5 separate regions of the Mus musculus genome follow, and all the other regions are linked to region 2. Evidence: chromatin contacts called from public Hi-C and promoter capture Hi-C data. All regions are on one chromosome and are shown on one strand. The core of a region is the stretch at or near the end of the contact, and the rest is flanking DNA. Distances in the headings are between cores, read along the strand shown.

The links. Promoter capture Hi-C pulls out the DNA fragments that hold promoters and counts their contacts. Hi-C and Micro-C count contacts between places; a contact is called where the count stands out from the background.
Region 1: a contact with region 2 is called in a promoter capture Hi-C map of erythroid cells, with 27 times the contacts expected there. The contact joins the promoter of Poc1a here to the promoter of Dcaf1 in region 2. A contact is called at or near these places in 3 of 39 promoter capture datasets (cranial neural crest, erythroid cells and pre-B cells) and 1 of 9 other capture datasets (pancreatic islet).
Region 3: a contact with region 2 is called in a promoter capture Hi-C map of erythroid cells, with 35 times the contacts expected there. The contact joins the promoter of Hyal2 here to the promoter of Dcaf1 in region 2. A contact is called at or near these places in 5 of 39 promoter capture datasets (the C10 cell line, the HPC-7 cell line, cranial neural crest and 2 more), 1 of 484 Hi-C or Micro-C datasets (B cells), 2 of 115 datasets of contacts at active chromatin or transcription factors (astrocytes and bone marrow-derived macrophages) and 1 of 9 other capture datasets (pancreatic islet).
Region 4: a Hi-C map of B cells shows a contact between it and region 2, with 9 read pairs. The contact joins the promoter of Tlr9 here to the promoter of Dcaf1 in region 2. A contact is called at or near these places in 2 of 39 promoter capture datasets (erythroid cells and frontonasal cranial neural crest) and 1 of 484 Hi-C or Micro-C datasets (B cells).
Region 5: a promoter capture Hi-C map of pre-B cells shows a contact between it and region 2, with 5 times the contacts expected there. The contact joins the promoter of 4930429P21Rik here to the promoter of Dcaf1 in region 2. A contact is called at or near these places in 6 of 39 promoter capture datasets (frontonasal cranial neural crest, hippocampal neurons, liver and 2 more), 3 of 484 Hi-C or Micro-C datasets (CD8 T cells, muscle stem cells and rod photoreceptor), 2 of 115 datasets of contacts at active chromatin or transcription factors (craniofacial prominence and pro-B cells) and 4 of 9 other capture datasets (adipose tissue, embryonic stem cells, liver and 1 more).

Annotation. Positions count from the first base shown.
Region 1 is chr9:106,278,655-106,283,196 of GRCm38.p6, forward strand. It overlaps Poc1a (POC1 centriolar protein A), which reads left to right and starts at 2,407. Exons shown (of 11, transcript NM_027354.2): 1 at 2,407-2,802; 2 at 4,198-4,282. The coding sequence starts at 2,785.
Region 2 is chr9:106,820,536-106,824,791 of GRCm38.p6, forward strand. It overlaps Dcaf1 (DDB1 and CUL4 associated factor 1), which reads left to right and starts at 1,389. Exons shown (of 24, transcript NM_001373930.1): 1 at 1,389-1,556.
Region 3 is chr9:107,566,332-107,570,858 of GRCm38.p6, forward strand. It overlaps Hyal2 (hyaluronoglucosaminidase 2), which reads left to right and starts at 2,832. Exons shown (of 4, transcript NM_010489.2): 1 at 2,832-2,902; 2 at 3,773-4,527. The coding sequence starts at 3,819. It overlaps Gm9917 (predicted gene 9917), which reads right to left and starts at 634. Exons shown (of 2, transcript NR_166687.1): 1 at 193-634.
Region 4 is chr9:106,220,521-106,225,070 of GRCm38.p6, forward strand. Tlr9 (toll-like receptor 9) reads left to right here and starts at 2,078. Exons shown (of 2, transcript NM_031178.2): 1 at 2,078-2,186; 2 at 2,995-4,550. The coding sequence starts at 2,184.
Region 5 is chr9:107,351,408-107,356,031 of GRCm38.p6, forward strand. 4930429P21Rik (a long non-coding RNA gene) reads right to left here and starts at 2,651. Exons shown (of 5, transcript XR_003948243.1): 1 at 2,328-2,651; 2 at 606-696; 3 at 10-84.

The DNA.
Region 1 (4,542 bases), core at 1,157-3,656, 540 kb before region 2:
CCTTAAAAACAATACATTGCGTATGCATACATTCCTATATACACATATTTCCATGTACCTTATTATGTAAAGGTAAGAGATCTGGAAACAATGTTAGCAATTAAGATTGGAATCATGTAACTAGAGTTATAGATCAGATGGGACCTTGCTTTGCCTAGCATGCATAAATCCCCACCACTGTGTAAACCAAACAAGATGGTATAAGCCTGTATTTCCAGAACGGAGGCAGGATCATCTGAAGTTCAAAGCTTTCTTCGGCTAATGCAGTGATCTGAAGGCCAGCCTACATGAAACCCCACAACTGCCGAAATACCATTCAGGCTGTAAAACTCAGCACATGGATAGCACCGCCTGCCAAAACTAAAACAATTACCTAATTCGTCAAAGTCCAGAGATATGGGAAACTCTCTAAATGTACTAACCTTGCTTTTGGACTTCTGTGGTTTCTCTTCTGACTAATTGTTCATGTTAAGTATGTCAATCTAGAACATGTTTTTTTTTAAAAGATTTATTTTATTTATTATATGTATTTATGTATTATATGTATATACTGTAGCTGTCTTCAGACACCAGAAGAGGGAATCAGGTCTTGTTACAGATGGTTGTGACACACCATGTGGTCGCTGGGATTTGAACTCAGGACCTCCGGAAGAGCAGTCAGTGCTCTTAACCACTGAGCCATCTCTCCAGTCCCCCAGAACATTTTATGCTTAAAAGCTCACCCTGAGAAAGCCTTGCGGCTACAATGGGATCTTGAACAACACCCAGTGTAGTTGCTGGCTGGCTAATAAAGACTTTTTATTGGCTTAAATCCGTGTCTTAGCAGTCTCCTCTGGTGGCTACCCCACAATATTCTTAAAAAAAAGAAAGAAAAGAAAAAAAGCAAGGCAACAGAAAAAGATTAGTGGGGCTGGTTTAAGGTTACTTGGGACTGGGTTTCAGACCCAGCACCCACGTGACAGCTCACAACTGTTTGCAACGCCAGTTCCAGGGGATCCGGCGTCTTCATAAGACATCAGACATAAGTATGGTACATATACATACAGGTAGGCAAAACATTCCTACATATGACATTCCTAAAAAAGTAAAAATAAAAAGTCTGTGGCTGCCAGAGGAAGGAACGCTAGGACCACATAGAGAGACCTTATCTGGAAAAGCAGCAAACTGCTACAGCTTGGGAATTTCCTGAGAGGCAATTCATTTTGACATTGTAGGAATATACAAACGTGACCATCATGTTTCTGGCATGGGGTGCTCGTGACACACTTATTGACAAGAGAAAAACTGAAAACTGTTTATGGGAAGGCTGGGAATTTGTGAGCACCTATTTTTGTCTTGAGACTTTCACCTTGCCTATGTTAAATTAGCTTAAACATTTCTAATGTCAAGGTACCAATTCTATGCCAACATAGTTAAAATAGGATCAGATATAGATCCTGTATCTCTCATCAAAACACTAAAAGAATTATTTTTAATGGTGTGTGTGTGTGTGCCTCAGGAGACAAGAGGTGTTGAACTGCCTCAGAACTGGAGTTCCAGGCAGTTGTAAACCATCTGACATGGGAGCTGGGAATAGAACTTTCGTCCTCTGGGAGAACCATATACACTCTGAACCAATGAATCATTCTTTTAGGTCCAAATACACTCCCCCACACGCCAGTTTCTGAGTTTACTGTCCCTGCAGATTTAGGGACACAGTTTCAAGCCTAGGCATGTGGTAAGAAACCTCAGGACACAGCCAGATCCTAATTAGTGTTTTGAGTATGGACAAGTTGGCCGGCCCAGGAGAGATGATGGATGGAAGGTTCTTGAATCTTACAAAACATCCAGTTCAGGTCAGATGCACAGGTCACTCTGGGCTTCGGCTGCTTTCATTGCAGAAGGTGGAAAAGGACGGCCTCTGGTGGTTCCGCCCGACGATTGCTTCTTTCACCTTTTTTTTTTTTTTGGAGCTAAGGTCAGGCTACGACCCAAAGCCTTCTTAAGGCTAAAGAGTTCCGAGCAAGACGGGCCGCAGTCACATCCCCTCTTAAGACAAACGCGGAGGCAGGCCCTCGGAGTAGACGCATTTTTCCTGAGGTCACCCAGTAGAGAATTAAGAATTGAACATATGTCTTTCTGCACCATGGTTCTGACTCTTGAATGACTCCATTTTTTTTTTTTTTAAATAGACACTTAGGAGTATTCGCAGGAACGAACCATTCTGGGGTCCCAAGGCGCTAATAACCTGGTTCTCCATGGCGCCTTGATCGGACGTTTTAAGCCAAGAGCAAGGCCAGTCAGTATCCTCCTTCCGGGATACTTAAGCCTGTCACTCATAATGGTAAAACTCCGCCCGCCCCGGAGCATCTCGGTAAATGTAGTTCTACCTTTATTAAGACTGTGGGGTATAAGTGCTATGTAGAACTTCATTTCCCCGATGGCTGCGCGCTCCGTTACCTGAGCTAGAGCTGAAGGGCCGAAACCTTCATCTAAGATTTTTTTTTTTAAGTTCTTAGGAGGAAAGTGTGACAGCGAACTGAGGCTTTTGGCTGCTCGGCGGGTCACCTCATCTGGAAGAGCGGGAGGACAAGAGCTTGACGCCTATCGAACGACCCGACTTCCGGTCGGCGGACAAAAACCTAGGGCGCTTCTCCTTTAATTGCGGTGGGCGGGACGCGGCGACGCCACCGGCGTTGCTATTGGTGGCGATTGGGGGCGCGGAAACTGAACTGGCACAACTGCCGACCCAGCTATCTCTGGCACTTGGGGCACAGCTGGTCCTACCAGCCCGCTAGCCCCGCTATGGCTGCTCCCAGCCAGGTAAGTCCCTGGATAGTGAGCACCTGACTGGTTGGAACAATGGCCGCGAGAGAGGCGGATGGTGACGCGGGGTTCTAGGGTGACCTCCTCATCCAAGGTTACGGGGTGGATCCGGGCATTGACTTAGCACCCCAGGTGCCAGGCTAGATGTTAGACCACCAGGACGAAGAAATAAGTCTCTGCCTCTGGAATGTACGGCGTATTGAGGAAGACACCATCAAGGCCCGACCCTTGTCGTGGCCTGGGGCGAGCCTCGTAAGCTTGGCCTCTTGTGAGCAACAGGTCTTTTTTGGAGGTGACATCCTTTTCCAACAAGTAGAAGCAGTAGGCCATCGGGATGCCTGGGATAGCGGAAGCCTGCAGTGTGTCCAGGGCTCGATTCTGACCCCTCCCCCCACTCCAGAAAAGGACTTCAAATTGGTCCTTTAAATAAGAATTTGCTTCCACAGGGCCAGGTGGTACCTGATGCACCTGAGAAGACTTGGGTAGAAATAGAAACCAGACTTTTGAGTGCCGATTTGATATTCTGTTTACATTTAGCTCCACGCAGATTTTAGGGGAAACTGTTCAGGGAAGAAGGCATTGGGAAGGGGTGTCACTGATGGAGTCAGACCTGAATCTGCTTCTGCCCACTGAGCCTAGGATGGACACTTCCTCACCCTTGTGTTTCTGAGAGGCTCTGGTGAGGACAGGAGAGGGAATGAGCCCTTGCTCCTTAGTTGATTCTTACCCCTGAACTACCAGGCCATCTGTTAAAAGGCGTGAACCTGCAGGTGTGCTTGGGGGTGGAGCTGGGCACTGGGCCTCACCTTTGTTTGGGGTAGAGCTTTGTGGAATAGCAATGGCTTCGCTGTATCATAGAAATATCCTTTCCCAAGCTGGGTTCCTTGGAGCTCTTCAGGTGGTTTGGTTGTGTGTGTGTGTGTGTGTTTTGTCGTTTTGTTTTTTTTGTTGTTGTTGTTTGCTTGTTTTGTTTTTAATTTTTGGTGTTTGAGGTGGAGGGAGATAACTTACTATGGTCTTGGCTCTCTTGGAATTTACTGTGTGGACCAGGCTGGCCTTGAACTCACAGTTCCACCTGCCTCTGCCTCCCAAGTGCTGGGATTAAAGGTGTTTGTTCCCCACACTGGGCCCATATTTGATCTGTTTGTTGTGGATTTATTGATTCGTCTGATCGTTTGTGTGGTTGTGTGTTTGCTGATCGTGAACCCTTCCTTGCTGTACTCATTTGTCCTAGCAGTTTATAGTGGATTCCTTAGAATTTTCAACATACGAGATCATGATTTGAGTGCTTTTAACGTCTCCTGGTTATAGGAAGAGTCTTAGTTCCAGGGAGGACCTGTTATCTCGTTATAACCATTTGACCTTGCTTTTTTTTTTTTTTTTTTTTTCCAGGAGGACCCCTCACTGGAGAGACATTTTAAGGGCCACCGAGATGCAGTCACCTGTGTGGACTTCAGTCTCAACACCAAGCACTTGGGTAAGAGAAGGCCTCAGGATTCTAAACTGAGACGGCTGAGTTTCTCACTGGGAGACGTGGTGTGGGGATGCCAGATACAGCAAGGACATGCTGCTCTTTCTAGCCTTGGCTTTGCTTCTAGCTGCCAGCCTTCTGGATGCTGGGCTCAGTAGGCTCCATAAGCTCCTTTTGCATGTGAAGAGTATAATGACAACTGTCTATAGCTCCAGTCCCAAGGGGCCTGACGCCCCCACACAGAGATACTTGCAGGAAAAACACCA
Region 2 (4,256 bases), core at 139-2,638:
GTGTTGTAGCAAGAGCGTGATTACAAGTTATATGCCTGTAGCACTGCTATTCACCCTCTAGAATTTGTATTTCAAGCAGCTGTTACTCCAAGCACATAATTGAGTGAGGAAGGAACGAAGTGCTCAGGTGGGTGGGGGTAGGGTGGTAGTGGATTTAAGCCCTAAGATACTGGCTGCTGCTTTTCTCTTTCTTTCTTTCTTTCTTTCTTTCTTTCTTTCTTTCTTTCTTTCTTTCTTTCTTGCTTGCTTGCTTGCTTGCTTGCTTGCTTGCTTGCTTGCTTGCTTGCTTGCTTGCTTGCTTTTCTTTCTTTTCTTTCTTTGTCTCTTCTTCTTCCCCTTCCTCTTCCTGCTTTTTTTTTTTTTTTTTCCAGAGGGAAATCTCTGTAGCCCTGGCTGTCCTGGAACTCACTCTGTAGACCAGGCTGGTCTTGAACTCAGAGATCCGCCTGCCTCTGTTTCCCAAGTGCTGGGATTAAAGGCATGCGCCACTGCCACTACCACTCTTCTGATACAGGCTTAGTAACAGCCGTAGAATCTGATCATGACAAGAGGTCCACAGTGTCTTATAATTTCCACAAGAACGTATTGGCTGTAATCGCTCTATGGAAACGCACAGAACTCGCTCAGAATGCCAAGAACAATAGTGAGTTGCATGAATCCTGACGTCTGGGTAGGTTTTGTCAAGATTCTGCTCAATTGTGGAGTTATCGTAATCTTCCATGTTATCACACAGAATCGCTGGGTCAAAACCAGATCCTTCCGATGCAGCTTCCCTTTGGTTTGTGAAGTTAGGCAAGTCATTTACTGTGGGTTTCATTTTCCTTAACTCTAAAATTGATAAATTGAATTAGATGGCCTCCGTGATTAGTTGTTTTCACCAAAGGGCTTTCATTTTTCTGCCTCACATATAATACATGGTAACTGATGTTTTTTGATTCCTGTCGAATATGTTTTTAACAGAAAGACAAAGGAAAACCGACGAATTTCTAACGAGTACAGTTGTTTCTGAATACATTTGTGTGAAATGCATTCTTTGACCCTGGCATCCTTCCGAGCCTGATGTGGCAGTGTCCTACTGAGCCCTTAGATGACACAGGGTAGAATTAAGTAAATTCGGGCAGCCCGGGCTTTTAGAAAGATCTATTCCTTCCTTTACTTTTCACTTCCGCCTTAAAGAAAACTACGAATCCCAGAAGTCAATGCGCTGAGGTGGTGCTTAATGGTAGGTCTAGCGCCATCATCCCTCCCCCGCCCTTAAACGCGGAAACTTCATTTCCCAGGAGCGCTTTGATGTCCCTCGGCTCCTCCCCCTTCCCCGCTCCGGAGCCTCGCGCCAACGTTACACACCCGCGCGCGCTGAGTGCGCGCGCGACCAGTACGTAGCCTGCGAGTGACGCATAATATGTGGGCCGCTCAGGAGCCGTGGTCGCGCTGTGTGTGTGTATATGTGTGTGTGTGAGTGAGTGAGGGAGAGTGAGTGCGGGACCAGAGGCAGTGTGTGAGAACCGTGGCCGCTGGAGGGGTCGGGGGGAGAAGCGGCGGAGCCGCTCGCGAAGGTGAGCGGGGTTAGGAAGGGGCCGGCTCTCTGGCAGGGGCACGAGGAGAGCGAGCGCGCGGCCCGCTGGGCGGGAGAGTGGGCGCCGCGCTGGGGGGAGGGGCGGCACCTGCTTCGGCTGCGGGCGGCGAGGGGCTGGGCGAGCCCACCGAGGCGGCTGGGCCCGGGGCCTGACGAGGCTCTCCTTCCGAGCCCGGGCCCGGGCCCGGGGGCGGGGCCTCCGGCTCCTTCCTCCCGTCCTGTAAAGAAGCCTCTTTAGAGTAACTCTTCCGCCGGGGTGTGGAGGGCAGGGGATGCTCGCCTCTACCTAAAGGAGGTGCTCTTTGAATCTCTCTCTTCCACTCCAAGTCTCTGTCCCTCACGGGACGAGGGGCATCTTCTTTCCCATGCCGCCCGGCGGACCCCTTCAGGAACGGTGTCCCCGCCTCCAGCCTCAGTCACCTGGGCGGGCTTTTCCCTCGGTCGGCTCCGTGCCACCTCCCACTTGCACCCTCCCGGCTCTCCGACCGGGGAGGGGGCGGAGCTCGGCGGGAACCCCTCCCACTTGTACAATGCAGTAGCGAGGGGACGGGGAGAGAGGTATGTGGGTGTCCAGACGCCCAGAGTCTGACCTAAGGTTGCCTGCCAGGTTTCCCCAGCGCTTATTCCGAGGGCTTTTAGTTGTTTGTTGGGCTTTCAAGGGCATTTGCCATACTTTGTCTTCTGTTCCTAGAAAGTGTCGGTCCGTTTCCTCTTACTGCTGTGGTTTTAACATTTGATGAGGAAATACTCTTGCGGTGTGTCTAGTAGTAGTTTTTGAGGAACAAATGACTCGTTTTTTGTTTATCTTACGTTGCTCTTTTTTTTTTTTTTTTCCCGGAGCTCATTGTAGTCTAGGCTGGCTTCGAACTAAGATATCCTTTTATCTCTGCCTCTAGTATTGTAATTAAAGGCGTCTGTTACCACTGCCGGGTTTGCTGTTTTTTTTTTTTTTTTTTTTTTAACTTTCAGGCAAAGACTTTTAAGTAGCATGCACGTTTTAACTTATTGTAGCACTATCTTCCTATTGCAAGCTTTTGAAGGCTTTTTTTCTCCTTGGATTTACTGGCATTTACCTTCAAGGCTTTTATAAGCATATGTACATTTCAGTCTGATCTCAAGATTTGTGTTTTTGTTTTTTGAGACAGGGTTTCTCTGTGTAGCCTTGGTTGCCTTGAAACTCAGTTTAGACTAGCCTGGCCTCGAACTCAGATCTGCCTGCTTCTGCTTCCCCGAGCACTGGGATTAAAAGTGTAAACCAGCCGGATGGTGGTGGTGCATGCCTTTAATCCCAGCACTTGGGAGGCAGAGGCAGGCGGATTTCTGAGTTCAAAGCCAGCCTGGTCTACAGAGTGAGTTCCAGGACAGCCAGGGCTACACAGAGAAACCTTGTCTTGAAAAACCAAAAAAAAAAAAAGTGTAAACCAGCACTGCCCCACCTTAAGATTTGTGTTTGTATATAGCAGTTACTCATTAACCATTTCGAACTGGGATTTTTTTGGGTTGTTAAGGTAATTTGAGGAACTTTTTTGAGCATAGTATTTACTGTTAACAGTGTTGTGTATTTGTTATTTTTTTTTTTCTCAGAAATCCACCTGCCTCTGCCTCCCAAGTGCTGGGATTAAAGGGATGGGCCACCACTGCCTAGCATAGCCCCTCAAACTTTTAAGTAGGAAACTAAAAATAAGTGATAATCTTTCAGTTTCAACTGTTAACTGCTTGCTGTATCTTCTTGTGTTAATTTTATGGAATTTGAGCTGGTAGGTACATCACCTCTAAATACTTTGTACACATTCTTATGAGTGAGGAAATTTCATGTGTATAAATTGATATTTTAAACATTTACGAATTCATATTCTGTAATATAGAATTTTCACTAGCTCCCACAACTGTTTCTATTTAATAGAGAAGTTGAGTTTTTTTTCCCCCAAACAATTTGATACTTAGAGAAGTTAAGTAAGAATTCACAGACATTTCAGCAGAGTTGGGATTTGAGTTCTTTTAAATTGTTAATTCTTTTCTGGGATGTGTCATTTGTGTGGTCTTGAAAATCTCTCTAACTCATTTCCTTATCCATAAAAGTCACCTCACAGGGTGGCTGTGAAAATTAAGCATGTAAGTTAGTTAATTACTTAGCTCAATGTCCTGGGCTAGATATCCCAACTTGGTGACCATTGATTGTATCATCATTAGGTGTGTGTCATAACTTTTTGCATGATTCTTATAAAAAAAACATTGTAGTGGTTTATTTAAGCATTCTGGAGGCAGAGACAAGCAGATCTTTTATGTGTTCAAGGCTAGCCTGTTCTATAGAGGCTAGCTAGGGGTACATAGTTAGACTCCTGCCCTCCAAAGAAAGTATGAATTAAATGATGCATACCCACTATATTACTCCAAACAAAATGATACCTTATAAATTTTGTATTAAAGCCTTTTGATGGATGGGTCACACTCATGGTATTTATTTATTTATTTATTAGATATTTTCTTTATATACATTTCAAATGCTATCCCAAAAGTTCCCTATACCCTCCCTCCGCCCTGCTCCCCTACCCACCCACTCCCGCTTCTTGGCCCTGGCATTCCCCTGTACTGGGGCATATAAAGTTTGCAATACCAAGCGGCCTCTCTTCCCAGTGATGGCCGACTAGGCCATCTTCTGCTACGTATGCAGCTAGAAATA
Region 3 (4,527 bases), core at 1,582-4,081, 750 kb after region 2:
AGGGAGATTGCCCTAGTCTGAGGTGTGAGTGTAGCCACACAGTTGTGAGATGGTTCTGGTCCCAACAATACCAGATTATGTGAAGTGAGGTTACAGCCTAAACCCCACAGATCAAGGCCTAGCTATACTTGAACAACAGACACTTCCCACCATGGCCTTGGCCTCCTTCCAGGCTCTGAAGTCCACACTCACCTGACTTCCCAGGCAGCCATCAGAAGGGAGAGCACAGGCTCCTGCTGCAGCCTCTATCGTAGGGCTCGGCCCAACACCTCCTCCGCCCTCTGCCGCCAATGGACGTTCTGCCTACGTTTCTCAAGGTCGGCTATGAGCAGGTTCTCTGCTCGCCTAGCCTTTGGCCATAATAAACTCAAGACGTTTTTAAAAAGCAAAAACAAAACAAACAAACAAAAAAACCCAATTAGGAAGCAGGAGTTCATCAACTCAGGGCAGTTGGCCTTCAAGTTGCTCAAAGCTGGAACTGGTCAAGTCTTAGCCTGTTCAACATAGATTTGCGGTTCTGTAGACCAACTGTCATCCCTGTAAAAAGCCAGGAGTTAGGTTCCTGTCCAGGAGCCAAGGCTCCCCATATCAGGCAGTATCCTATCTCACCACTACCATCCTGCTCGGGAAACTCCCTGTCCTGGACCTGCCTAGCTAACCCCAAAGCTATGAACAATAGGAGAGTCAGGGCAGTGTTTCCCTACTCCATCCGGCTGGGCTAGGCTCACTTCCTTCCTGCTGGCAGCCTAAGGAAGTGTCCCTGCCCTGGACAGTCTCGCCTGGACTTTGTTTTCCCAGTAGTCCCCACCCTTGGAGCTTCCTAGATTTTTGTCCCTTGTGAAGCCAACACAATGGTGACCACAGCCTAGGCTATACACCCAGCTCCCCTGCTTTCTATTGGCAGAGGGACTCCCTAGCACTGGGGAGGTGAGCCCCTTGGACGGTGAGGGGTTGTCAGTTTAGGTAGATTTGAGAGCAGGCAAATTTGCCTGGACCTCCAAAGAGGTCTTCCAGGAATTCGTATTGTGAGCTTCCTCTCCCATAGGGACACAATTCTCCCCCCACCCCATATCACACAGCCACAGGCATCAACACATTGTCACATTGTCTTTGTCACAGGTTGGATACTTCTGCTCTTGATGGAAAAAAAACTGACTCAGCTACTGGAAGAGCCCACCACCCCCACCCCACCCGTTTTCCCCTCGTGCAGGATGGTTTCTTCTTTGGCACCTGCTCTAGGGGACCATTCGCTCAACCACCCAGCAAATTGACTCCCATGAATACAGCCAGCCACTTGGGCCCCCTCACACCCTACTGGATTTGAGGATGATGCAAAACTTGGAGAAAGATGAGCCCTTGGTTCCTAGGCCCATATCCTTCCCATCACCTGGCACAACTCATGCAGACCTTCCTGAGAGGAAGGGTGCAAAGGGCAGCCAGCCACCAAGGGAAACAGGGTCAAGGGGCTCTCCTCCCCGCCCCCCTGGCCCTTTCCGCCTGGAGGGCAGCAGGAAGTGAGGAGAAAGAGCAGGGATGGGAGGCGGGAGGGAGTGGGTGGGAAGGAATGGGGTTTATCAAATCCCCAGCAGACTGCCCAGAGGGCAGCAGCTGGCGCAAGGAACCTGGCTGGAGAGACTCTACTCAGGTGAGCGCAGAGTAGTACATAAAGCTAGTCCGCACTGCCATAAATGCGTGTACTCCTGCGGCGCTCCCTAGCTTCCAAGCTTGCGGTAGGGAAAGGGGCTGGCGGCCAGAAGCGGACTTTCGGAGATTTGAGTCGTGCATTGGAGAGCAGATCTAAGAGGCGAGGGTACAGGTCTAAACCTAGTCCTCACTGGAAGGGGATTGCAAGGCAGAAAGGTTCAGAATATGGAGTCGGGGTACTAGGGAGACACTGAAGCCTCCTTTCTACGAAGTCAGGCCCGAAACTTTGGCAAATTGCTCTTTATTTGGAGTTGAGTGGGTACCCCTATGGACAACCATCCCACCTTCACCTCGTCGCAGAGACTGGTCCGGGGAGAATCCAGTAAATTGGCAAGCCCTGGCGTGGATCCGGTGAAAGTGGCTAGATCACTTTCCCCTTTGGCCCGACTGAACTTCAATCCCTTTGGCAAGGCAGCGACCCACCCCCCTGGTTACCAGGACAACCACTATGTCTGCTTTGCCAAAGGAGGGCTCAGAAGCTGTACTAGGCCCCCTCCTCTAGACGGGCAAAACAAAAGGCGGGGCTTCCTTCTGACCGCAGACAGACTAGTGGAGGGAACCTGGGCTCAGCGAAGGCGGGTCATTAATGTTCCAAGAGGTTCTGGATCCACTCGTGTCAAAATCTCTTACACTAGACAAAGGGCCCACTTTGCTAGAGTCCATATTCAGACAGGTGGGATTGAATCCGCAGCTACCCCCAGTCAAGGCTTCAGCTATAAGCTTTTATTTCAAATGCCATTACCACCACTACCCCCTCATTCCGCTCGCGCCCGCCCCATCCAATGTTCTATCCCTTTAAGAGGCCAGCTGCAAAGAGTGGATTGTTCCACTGACGACAGATTGTGGGGGTAATATCTCAGGCTGGTTAGCTCTGGTGGCTAAAACCAGCGGGAATCCCCATTCCAGGAGGTATTCAATCTCAGATACATAACTATGTTCCTCTACAGAAGATCTAAGGGTCCTCGAACTCGAAACGCAGCACTGGCAAAAAGGAAGAGAAACACACCCTCCCTACGAGGCCGTAAATTCTGCCATCCACCCACCTCCGAGGCAGGATTCTTAAAGGGCCCGCGGGCCTCGGGGCGGAGCCAACAGAGGCTCGAGCTGGGGCAGTGCTTGGGCGAAGGGCCGGATCGGGCTTGGTTGGTACCAGGATGGCGGCGGCCCTGGCGTGGGTCCTGGTGGCGCCTGGTTCGAGGTGAGGGCGGGCGTCGCAAGCCTGGTGACTCTCTTCCTGTGAGATGGGCTCTGAATCTCTAGGGGCGCCCTCATAAGTGACCCAGGAACCCCACCCCCACCCGGCTGAACTCTGGCCCCACGTGCGGGGCGGGGGCGGGGTCCCGCACAAAGACCGGAGTGGAATACTCTTTACCCGGGACCCCTTGTGCTGGGAGGTGAGGGTGTGGGCCGGTCGCGAAGTGCTCACACAGATTCTTGGTGGCTGTGGTGGGAAGGGCAGGTCGGCGAGCACCGCGGTGGGAAGTCCGCTGCCCCTTTGTCCCCGGGGCGCCTCCTCCTATCCTAAGAGTGTCGGTGCCCGAGACTAAGTCCTGACGTTCTTGCTCTTCTGCTTGGCGCACATTGCACAGATACCAGTTCCTCTGCAGTGTACCTAACAGCTTCCCAGCTTCTGTATGCGTTGTGCCCCAAATGCTGTCTCTTCTCAGAATCAATTCTGAGTTCGTAATGAGGGTGGGGGACATGGGGTGTTCAGAGTGTTTTAAAACTATTTACTGTATGGTATACAGGCATGTAAGTGACTCTAGCAGTGAGTCGGTAGCCTAATCAGTCCCTTTTTCAGAAAGGACATGGACCTAAAGGAGATTCTTGCCCAACCACGGGCAGCTCCCTGCTCTAGAAAGAGCTCTGTGGTTTCGGTAAATTCCCTAAGGTCTTTTGCCTACCCATCAGCATCCTGCTATCTCCCAAACCTGTTACAGCCTCGGCCATCTGAGCAGGAGCATGGTGTGCCGCACAGTATGGGTTTGGGGAGTTTATGTGGGATGAAGGTGCGTACACATCTCTGGAATTTGCTAGACTGACTTGTTCTCTCTCACACTTTCTTCAGTTCCTGAGCTGCTACCAGGCAGGTAACACTTCCTGTAGCCCCCAGCATGCGGGCAGGACTAGGTCCCATCATCACACTGGCCCTAGTGCTGGAGGTAGCATGGGCCGGGGAGCTTAAGCCCACAGCGCCGCCCATCTTCACTGGCCGACCCTTTGTGGTAGCATGGAACGTGCCCACACAAGAATGTGCCCCACGCCACAAAGTGCCACTGGACCTTAGGGCCTTCGATGTGAAGGCTACACCGAATGAGGGTTTTTTCAACCAGAATATCACCACCTTCTACTACGACCGTCTAGGCCTGTATCCACGTTTTGATGCAGCCGGGACATCTGTGCATGGCGGTGTGCCTCAGAACGGCAGCCTCTGTGCACACCTGCCCATGCTGAAGGAATCTGTGGAACGCTACATCCAGACCCAGGAGCCTGGGGGGCTGGCAGTCATTGACTGGGAGGAATGGCGGCCTGTATGGGTTCGAAACTGGCAGGAGAAAGATGTTTACCGACAGTCTTCACGCCAGCTGGTGGCCAGTCGGCACCCTGACTGGCCATCAGACAGAGTAATGAAGCAGGCCCAGTACGAGTTTGAGTTCGCCGCTCGGCAGTTCATGTTGAACACTCTCCGTTACGTCAAGGCAGTCAGACCCCAGCACCTGTGGGGCTTCTACCTCTTTCCTGACTGCTACAATCACGATTATGTACAGAACTGGGAGAGCTACACGGGCCGCTGTCCCGATGTGGAGGTGGCACGGAACGACC
Region 4 (4,550 bases), core at 828-3,327, 600 kb before region 2:
ATCAGACTTTGGAAACCTTAATAACACGCGGTTTATTCCCAATGGATTTCAGCCCAGTGTAATTTGGGGGTGGGGGGAAGTTACCTGGTATAATACTATCCCTGAAGCACAAGGATGAAGAATTACATTGAAACTCAACTCTGGGTAAAAGATGGGTTCTAGAAGTAGGCTACCTGTACTAGCTTATGGGTCTGGCCTGGTCTCAGTCATACAGATAGCACAGAAGTCATTTGGGCTATTAGCCACCCCTAGTCCTGGTTGTGGGAGCTTGGAGGGGTCTCTGGCTGCAACAGTCATTTAGATTACTCGCTGTTGGTTAACAGATTCCACTAGGCTCCTCCCAAGGACCTAGGCTTGTGCCATCACCTGCCATCTACCAGTTGCAGCGGGCGAAGCAGAGGCACAGCTTATAAAGAGGACTAATTGCTACCTCAGCACTCCCCCACTGTCCTCCTTTTCTCTGCCTCTACCCCCTTTCCAGGTCCCCATTCCCCTCCTTTCCCCCCACAATAAACTTCCCTTAAATCAGGCCTGTCACGTGACATGATTTCTCCTTGGCCTGCCAAGTACTCCCTGACTCCCACCACAATTTATATATTTTGTAACACTGGCCACCTCTGGTCCTGGTTGTAGGAGCTTGTTGTGGTCTGGCCCAACATCACCAGAAGGTTAATCACTTTCTGCCCTCACCTTTCCGCATGGAAGAACAGGTTTTTCATCTTTCCCATGAGAAAGACAACCCAGTGTGCTTAACGTTCTTGGTTCCTCTGGCGATCTCTGTAGGCACAAGGACCTCCTGGCTGTGCTTCCAACCGGTGAACCATTCCATCCCCCAGGGAGATAGGGTGGTGTGGCATACACCTTTGATCACAGCACGCAAGAGACAAGAGGCAGGCTACAGAATGAGTTACAGAACAGCCAGGGCTAGAAACTTAGTCTTGAGGAAACAAATAAACAAACAAAAACACCTCAGGATATAAACAACTGAAAAAAAGCTTCAGGAAGTTCCTGAAAGTGACCAGATGCAATTGGTCCTCCCTAAGCTTATATGGACAGTGGAGACTGCTAAGAAGCACGCTCAGACAAAGGGAGGTGCACAGAGGAGCTTGAAAGAAGCAGAGACCAGCTGAGCTGCCTGAAAAAGGCTCAGACCAACTGTCTTGCCTGGACAATTCACTGTCCAACTGGGATAGTGTCTCCCACTCTGCATCCCCACTTCCCACAATGCCCCAGGTTGAGCTGTCAATACATTGTGCCATGAGCTCTCCATTTCTAGCTTCTGTAGTATCCATGACCTATGCTTTGGTGATACAGCTGTCTTTGAGTCATCTCTGCTCCTTTTAGTAACCCCTCATCCATACTTCAACCAGTAACTCCAATAAAATTCATTGGTAAACCAACTTGGACGTCAGTGGTACCTCGGTTTTGGTCTGTCATTGGTCTGTCACTTGGGTGAGTACACACTTGCTCACATCTCCCCAGGAACAGTGTCACATGACAGCAAGATCAGCCAGAATCTTGGCTGGACCAGCCGCAGCCTACCTCAGAAGCTCCAGCAGCTTGCTGTGCTCTGGGGTCTGGAGTCTGACTGGGCGTTTCGGGAAGTGGAGATGCAGAGTGGGAGATACTATTGCTGGAAGAGATGTGAAGGCTGCCGTAGTAGGAAAGCAGATGTTGGCTCCAGCCTCTGGCTCACAGATGCTCTCCATAGAGTTCTGGGGATAGAGTAGGTGAGAGAGCCACTGTCCCGAGAGCACCCATGAGACAGGCACTGAGGCATGAGAGTGAGGTGACACCCTCCTCACGAGGGTCAGTGCTCTGCCTAGCTCTGGTGCTATTAAAATCTGGTTTCTCATTGACCTTGGGCTGGAGTCTGGGTTTTGGTTCCTTCCCACAGCTCTTTGGGGGGTGGGGGGCATATGTGATACCCTTTGGCTGATTGTGGGGTGGGGAGGAGAGTGGAAAGAGGAAGGGGTTGAGGGGGTTATCTGTCTGCCATCTGACTATGCAAATGATGTGTGACTCATTGTACCACCTGCTCTTTCAGGGTAGGGACAAAGTAGCTACTAAGCTGTAGTGAAAGTGTCACTTCCTCAATTCTCTGAGAGACCCTGGTGTGGAACATCATTCTCTGCCGCCCAGTTTGTCAGAGGGAGCCTCGGGAGAATCCTCCATCTCCCAACATGGTAGGACCCCAGTTCTTAGCCCCCCTGGGGGGAGGGGCACCATGGGAAGGGACAGCAATGGAAAGGACTGTCCACTTTGTGCCCTTGGGACACTCATGGAACCCTAAGGGAATTGGAGCAAAAGCCATCCCCTGAGCAGAGAGTTGAACCTGCTGGGTGGATGGGGAGGCTAAAGCCCCAGACTTCGGTTAATGGTAGCACTTGGCCTGCAGACCTGCCACCCACTGCTCATTCCGAGTCTTCGACCTCTCGGCAGGTTGAGGGTTCTCAAGTCAGACTGGGGAGTCAGATGGGGGCTAACAAGAGCCAGCAAGTGCCGTCAAAGCCTAGATGGAACCCAACCTATACCTCAGTAAGGGTTCAGTCTTCCCTGCATTTTGGTCAAGGAGAATCCAGGAGGCTAGTGGAGCAAGGCTTCAGGGGGGTGGGGTGGAGGTACAGATCTCAGGCAGCTGCTGTGGTCAGGAGGAAAAAGCTGAGGCCCCAGAGGAGAGGAAGAGAAAGTGGGAGAGCCCCAGTAGGCCTGCTGGAGGCTGTCTCGGCTCTGCTACGGGTTGTGTTCTGAGCAAAAGCTCCAAGTCTGGGGCCTGGATTCCAGCCTAGTCCTGGTTCTGTGTCCTTGCTCTGAGCGGCTGTGCCTAAACCCAAATGGTGGATCTGAGTAGCTAGAAGGAGGCTGGTTGTTGGGGCAGTGGGGAAACACTTGAAGACGACTTGGAAGCCCTGAAGAAAGTCCCAGTGTGGAGGAGAGGGTAGAAGAGTGTACAATGACAGTAGACACTTGCTCATTTAGCCCTGGCTCTCACAGGTTCTCCGTCGAAGGACTCTGCACCCCTTGTCCCTCCTGGTACAGGCTGCAGTGCTGGCTGAGACTCTGGCCCTGGGTACCCTGCCTGCCTTCCTACCCTGTGAGCTGAAGCCTCATGGCCTGGTGGACTGCAATTGGCTGTTCCTGAAGTCTGTACCCCGTTTCTCTGCGGCAGCATCCTGCTCCAACATCACCCGCCTCTCCTTGATCTCCAACCGTATCCACCACCTGCACAACTCTGACTTCGTCCACCTGTCCAACCTGCGGCAGCTGAACCTCAAGTGGAACTGTCCACCCACTGGCCTTAGCCCCCTGCACTTCTCTTGCCACATGACCATTGAGCCCAGAACCTTCCTGGCTATGCGTACACTGGAGGAGCTGAACTTGAGCTATAATGGTATCACCACTGTGCCCCGACTGCCCAGCTCCCTGGTGAATCTGAGCCTGAGCCACACCAACATCCTGGTTCTAGATGCTAACAGCCTCGCCGGCCTATACAGCCTGCGCGTTCTCTTCATGGACGGGAACTGCTACTACAAGAACCCCTGCACAGGAGCGGTGAAGGTGACCCCAGGCGCCCTCCTGGGCCTGAGCAATCTCACCCATCTGTCTCTGAAGTATAACAACCTCACAAAGGTGCCCCGCCAACTGCCCCCCAGCCTGGAGTACCTCCTGGTGTCCTATAACCTCATTGTCAAGCTGGGGCCTGAAGACCTGGCCAATCTGACCTCCCTTCGAGTACTTGATGTGGGTGGGAATTGCCGTCGCTGTGACCATGCCCCCAATCCCTGTATAGAATGTGGCCAAAAGTCCCTCCACCTGCACCCTGAGACCTTCCATCACCTGAGCCATCTGGAAGGCCTGGTGCTGAAGGACAGCTCTCTCCATACACTGAACTCTTCCTGGTTCCAAGGTCTGGTCAACCTCTCGGTGCTGGACCTAAGCGAGAACTTTCTCTATGAAAGCATCACCCACACCAATGCCTTTCAGAACCTAACCCGCCTGCGCAAGCTCAACCTGTCCTTCAATTACCGCAAGAAGGTATCCTTTGCCCGCCTCCACCTGGCAAGTTCCTTTAAGAACCTGGTGTCACTGCAGGAGCTGAACATGAACGGCATCTTCTTCCGCTTGCTCAACAAGTACACGCTCAGATGGCTGGCCGATCTGCCCAAACTCCACACTCTGCATCTTCAAATGAACTTCATCAACCAGGCACAGCTCAGCATCTTTGGTACCTTCCGAGCCCTTCGCTTTGTGGACTTGTCAGACAATCGCATCAGTGGGCCTTCAACGCTGTCAGAAGCCACCCCTGAAGAGGCAGATGATGCAGAGCAGGAGGAGCTGTTGTCTGCGGATCCTCACCCAGCTCCGCTGAGCACCCCTGCTTCTAAGAACTTCATGGACAGGTGTAAGAACTTCAAGTTCACCATGGACCTGTCTCGGAACAACCTGGTGACTATCAAGCCAGAGATGTTTGTCAATCTCTCACGCCTCCAGTGTCTTAGCCTGAGCCACAACTCCATTGCACAGGCTGTCAATGGCTCTCAGTTCCTGCC
Region 5 (4,624 bases), core at 1,401-3,900, 530 kb after region 2:
TGCTCTGACCTTCTGCAGACTGCTAGAAACAGTTCCCTCTAGTCCAGCATCCCATCAGCGAACCCACCCACACTGTACTTCATTCTGTATGGAAGAGAAAGATGACAAGTGGGGGGAAAATGAGAAGTATTATGAGTGAGGGCCCTATGTGTCCACATCTTTATATTTACAGCTAAATAGAAAGGCCAAAGGTTAAGCCAGGGAATGCATGGGGCATGGGGTGATGGAAGGCCCAGGAAGAAGCTGTCTCTTTGATAGCCTGTGAAGCTATGCTCCTTTGACAGGACTCTCTCTCTCTCTCTCTCTCTCTCTCTCTCTCTCTGTGTGTGTGTGTGTGTGTGTGTGTGTGTGTGTGTGTGTAGTGGGGCTTCTCACAGAGTGCCTGAGGGAACCCCCAGGACATCCTGGCCTCTGAGGGCTCAAGACTTGGGGGATAACTACAGGTGAGACAGCTGTGGTTTCCCAGAGGGCACTCATGAGAGGCCATCAACACTGAGAAAGGAGCAGAGTCTGTGAGCACCAGGTGCAGAGAGAGGAAGAGGATAGGGAAAAGCATGGAGTCCCTTAGGTGTGACCAAGTATGATAAAAGCAGATGCCATCCCACCTGGGACTAGGGCTGTCCTTGGCATGCCAGCTCACTTCACCCTCAGAGCTAGTAGGCAGTGGTCACTGGCCCTTACTCCTTAACTTGGGTCCTGCAGAGACAGATCAAGGTCAGGGACAGGACTCCTTAAGGACATCTGGGTAACCCTCCTTCTCCAGGCCTCCAAGGTGATGGGAAGCAAACATGCATGGTTAAAATAAGAATCTTCGAGACGGACTGGAGAGATTGTTCAGTGGTTAAGGCATGTAGTGCTCTGGCAGAAGACATCCATGTCAGGTGGATCACAACCCCTGTATCTCCAGCTCCAGAGGACCACTCTTCCTGCCTCCAGAGGCATGTCCACTTGTGTGTGTACAATCCTGTGCATACAGATGATTTTACAAAGAACAAATAAATTTTTTTTTCAAGAATCCAAGAGCAAAGCCCAGTGAATGCTAGAGCCTTCATTCAAGAGAGGCATTACAAACTGGGTAGGAGTCAAAGGTGCTGAGACTTACCTGAGAAGACAGTTTCCTCCCCTAGCCCCTGCTCCAGGCACAGGACTGTGCATTAAACAGCCTGCTTCTCAGACCATCCCAGTTTGCACTTCTCAATTCTCACGGTACATCTAGGAACGTGACATCCTTGGAACTTGGTTGGACCCCTGAACAGCAGACCTGAGATCCCTGTATGTCAAACAGGGACCAGTAGGAGGTGGGAAGCTAGAGCCCTTTGAGGTCCCCCAGAAGTCTGGTTTCTATATTATATCTGGCATTGAGAAGCTGGAACCTGCAGGCAGGGGAAGCTGGGAGGGGTGGTCTTTCTCCAAGGCTAGGGATTCTATCTCTGATGGCTCAGGCTAGCTCTGATCAGTAAGTTACCGCCTGGGCTAGTGTCTTAGGGTTTCTGTTGCTATGGTGAAACACCAGGACCATAAACAACTTGGCGAGGAGGAAAGGATTTGATTTCAGTTTACAGTTTCACATTGTAGCCCATCACTGAAAGAAGTCATGGCAGGAGCTTGGATGCAGGAGTCGGTACAGAGGCACCATATAGGGTGCTGCTTACTGACTTGCTCCTCATGGCTTACTCAACGGCTTTCTTATACACCCCAGGACCACCTGCCCAGGAGTAGCACTACCCACAGTGACCTGGGCCTTCCCAAATCAATTACCAATCAGGAAACTGCACCACAGGCTTGTCTACCAACCAAAGGGATGGGGGGTCTTCTCAACTGAGGGTCTTTCTTCCTAAATGACTCTAACTTGTGTCAAGTTGGCATAAAAATACCCAGCATAGCTTAGTCCTTATATTTAGTTGCAACCTCCAGACAGCTTGAACTCCTACTAGCTTGGAAGCAGAGAGAATCGGTCACAGGAGGACGTCCTCCCTAGTGTCCCCCACCGTGTGTAGTTTCTAGAATGTGCAGGGGGGCTAGCAGGGCAGGAGGGGGTCCAGGATGCTGATGATGTCACTAGTGAGTCCCGGAGCCCATTAAGCTTCTCACTGGCCCCTGGATTCCGAGTTCCGCCAGACAAATGAACCTTCTAAATAATATTTCCTGGTGGATCCACATAGGGGAGACACAGATCCTCACAGTGGCCTAAAAGGTGACAACAGCAAACATTACCCAAAGTGGTCAGAAATGTAAACAGGCCAGTTCTAGGGCTGTGGAGGGTTTGAAAAAGACCGAGAATCTGCCTGGAGGGTGGTGAGCTTGGAGAGAGGCTGACTTTCTCTTACCTGGTAGGTAGAAAGCTTGGAGAGAGGCTGGGACTCTCTCCTCTCTCTTGCCTCCTGCCGCACCCCGCTGAGAATATTGGGTACCAAGCTCTCTGTTCTGGGAGATGTTTCTTGAGGCTCCCACGCACATCACCACATGATCTCCAGCCTAGACCTCTCCATCAGAGGCTTGGCCTGGCCCAGAGCAAGACAGGAGGGTCCCTGGGCCAGGCACCCACTGCCTCTTCCATTCTCCCTGGCACCAGGTGCTTTGGTCTATCAGGTGACTGGCAGGCCTCAAGATTCCTCTGAGAGTTCAGGTCTGACATCACAGTGCTCCAGACATCCCTCTTACCACCCACCTTGATTGTCCCAGAGGCTGAGATTTGGGCTAGGTTCTATTTTGCAAAGCTACACACACACACACACACACACACACACTGCTTCCTTCAGTCCATCTGGGTGCTTCTACGAGCACTTCTTCAGTCAGCCTGTTTATAGTGCAGTGGGATGCGGTGGGGGGTGGGGGTGGGGGAGTAGGGAGGGGAGCTCTCAGATCCTGACACAAGAGTTATTGACATGTGGCATCCTTTCTTCCAGACCTCACTCAGAGAGCACAGGCTGAAGCAAGCATTTTCTGTGTGTCTGACATGTGAGGGACAGCCTGCCTTTCAGGACCCACTCTGCTGGCTTAGAGAAAGGGTACTGACCAGAGCTGCTTCCAAAGTTTTAGTCAGGGGAGGCTGCCTAGAGAAGGCACAGAGACATACATGCCCAGTCACTTTCTCTTTCTGCTTGCTGGCCAGGATGTGGGTATGGCTCTGGCCAGCCTATGACTTTTCCCAAGAAATCCCGTGGAAGTTAGCTCTCTCTCCTAGCAAGCTCCGTGGTACCCAGAAGATCTCACAGTCCAGACAGATTCCCTTGTGGTGACCACTCAGGCTTTCCCATCTCAGAGGCAGCTGGAAACCCAGCACAGTAGGTCCCTCATCCACAGCCTGGGGACGAACTTCTGCAGTCATACAATTTAAAGCTTTTTTTCTGGATCCTGGAGCCCCTTAGATCTAAAGCTGGAGATGAGAGCTAACCCCTCAGAAGCTGTCCAAGGAAGGGGACTTAGCAAAATCATCTTAGAGGCCTGGCACCTATGAGCCTAGAGGAGTCAAGATGGTGAGAATAGATGGAAACCTGTCTGCTTGGTACCCAGGCACCCATCTGACATGACCCAGGAGGGCAGAAGACAGGCTTAGGCAAAGGCTGAAGGTTGGATGAAGGCCCAGAGTCCAGCTGCCTGCACTGGTGGGGCTGGAATCTGTGTCTTGCCATGGCTATGATCCTGCTGGATGTCACAACTCAGGGGGCTGCCTTGTGACCTGGAAGGGGAGGACAGGAAAACACCCAATCCTGGTACAGGTCACCCTCACAATGACTTCCCCTGGTCACCCCTCACCCGACTGCTCTTATGATCCCTCAGGACCCTCAGCCTTTCTCTTCCAGACTCACCTGGCTTTTCATCTTTGACCCAGCCAATAGGTTCTCGATTTTGACTAAAACAAGGCAAAGGGAAGCCGAGCATGATGTGTCTGTCTGCCACCCCAGCATTTTAGAGGCACAGACAGTAGGATTGTGAGTTCGAGACCCAGCTGAACTCCATCATAGGAAAAGCCTATCTAAAACCAAAACAAGGAGGAAGACAAAATTGAGGAGGGGAAGAGGGGAAAAAAGGAGCCAGGCATAGTACCTGAGAGTAACTTCTCATGTCCTGCACCCAACCTCCAGCCCGATGCATAGCACCTGCTACACTCCATGTCTGTCCATCCACCCTGTCCTTCTGCTCCTTTGTCAGAGAGGCACGGGGACCGATCCAGAGCCACACAGCCGGGAAGCAGGATGGCAGGGGGACGGCTTGGGAATGCCTGGCTCTTGGTAGAGCTGATACCCGGGAAGGCTGCCGGCTTCTTACTCCCCAGGACATTTTCTGATCAGACTGACACCTCCTGCCCCATCAAATAGAAAGCCAACTCCCCTTGACCCAGATGAGCACAAAAAGGCATTGAGCAGCAGGTCAGAAAAGAGTCGGAGTTTATGCCTGGAAAGTTGGCTCAGAGGAGAAGCCTCACCTACAATGGGGAAACCCACAAATATCCACAGCGCCCCTCAACTCAAGGGCATGGGGTAGGTATTGGCGGCTGGCAACTCTGGCCCCAGAGTACTTGATCCAGGAGTAGGGAAGGGTGTGGTGATCCCAGTCACCCTTAATTTTCGAGATTCTGCATGCTTGTCCCATCCGGGAGGCAGAGGGTCACCTACCTGCACTG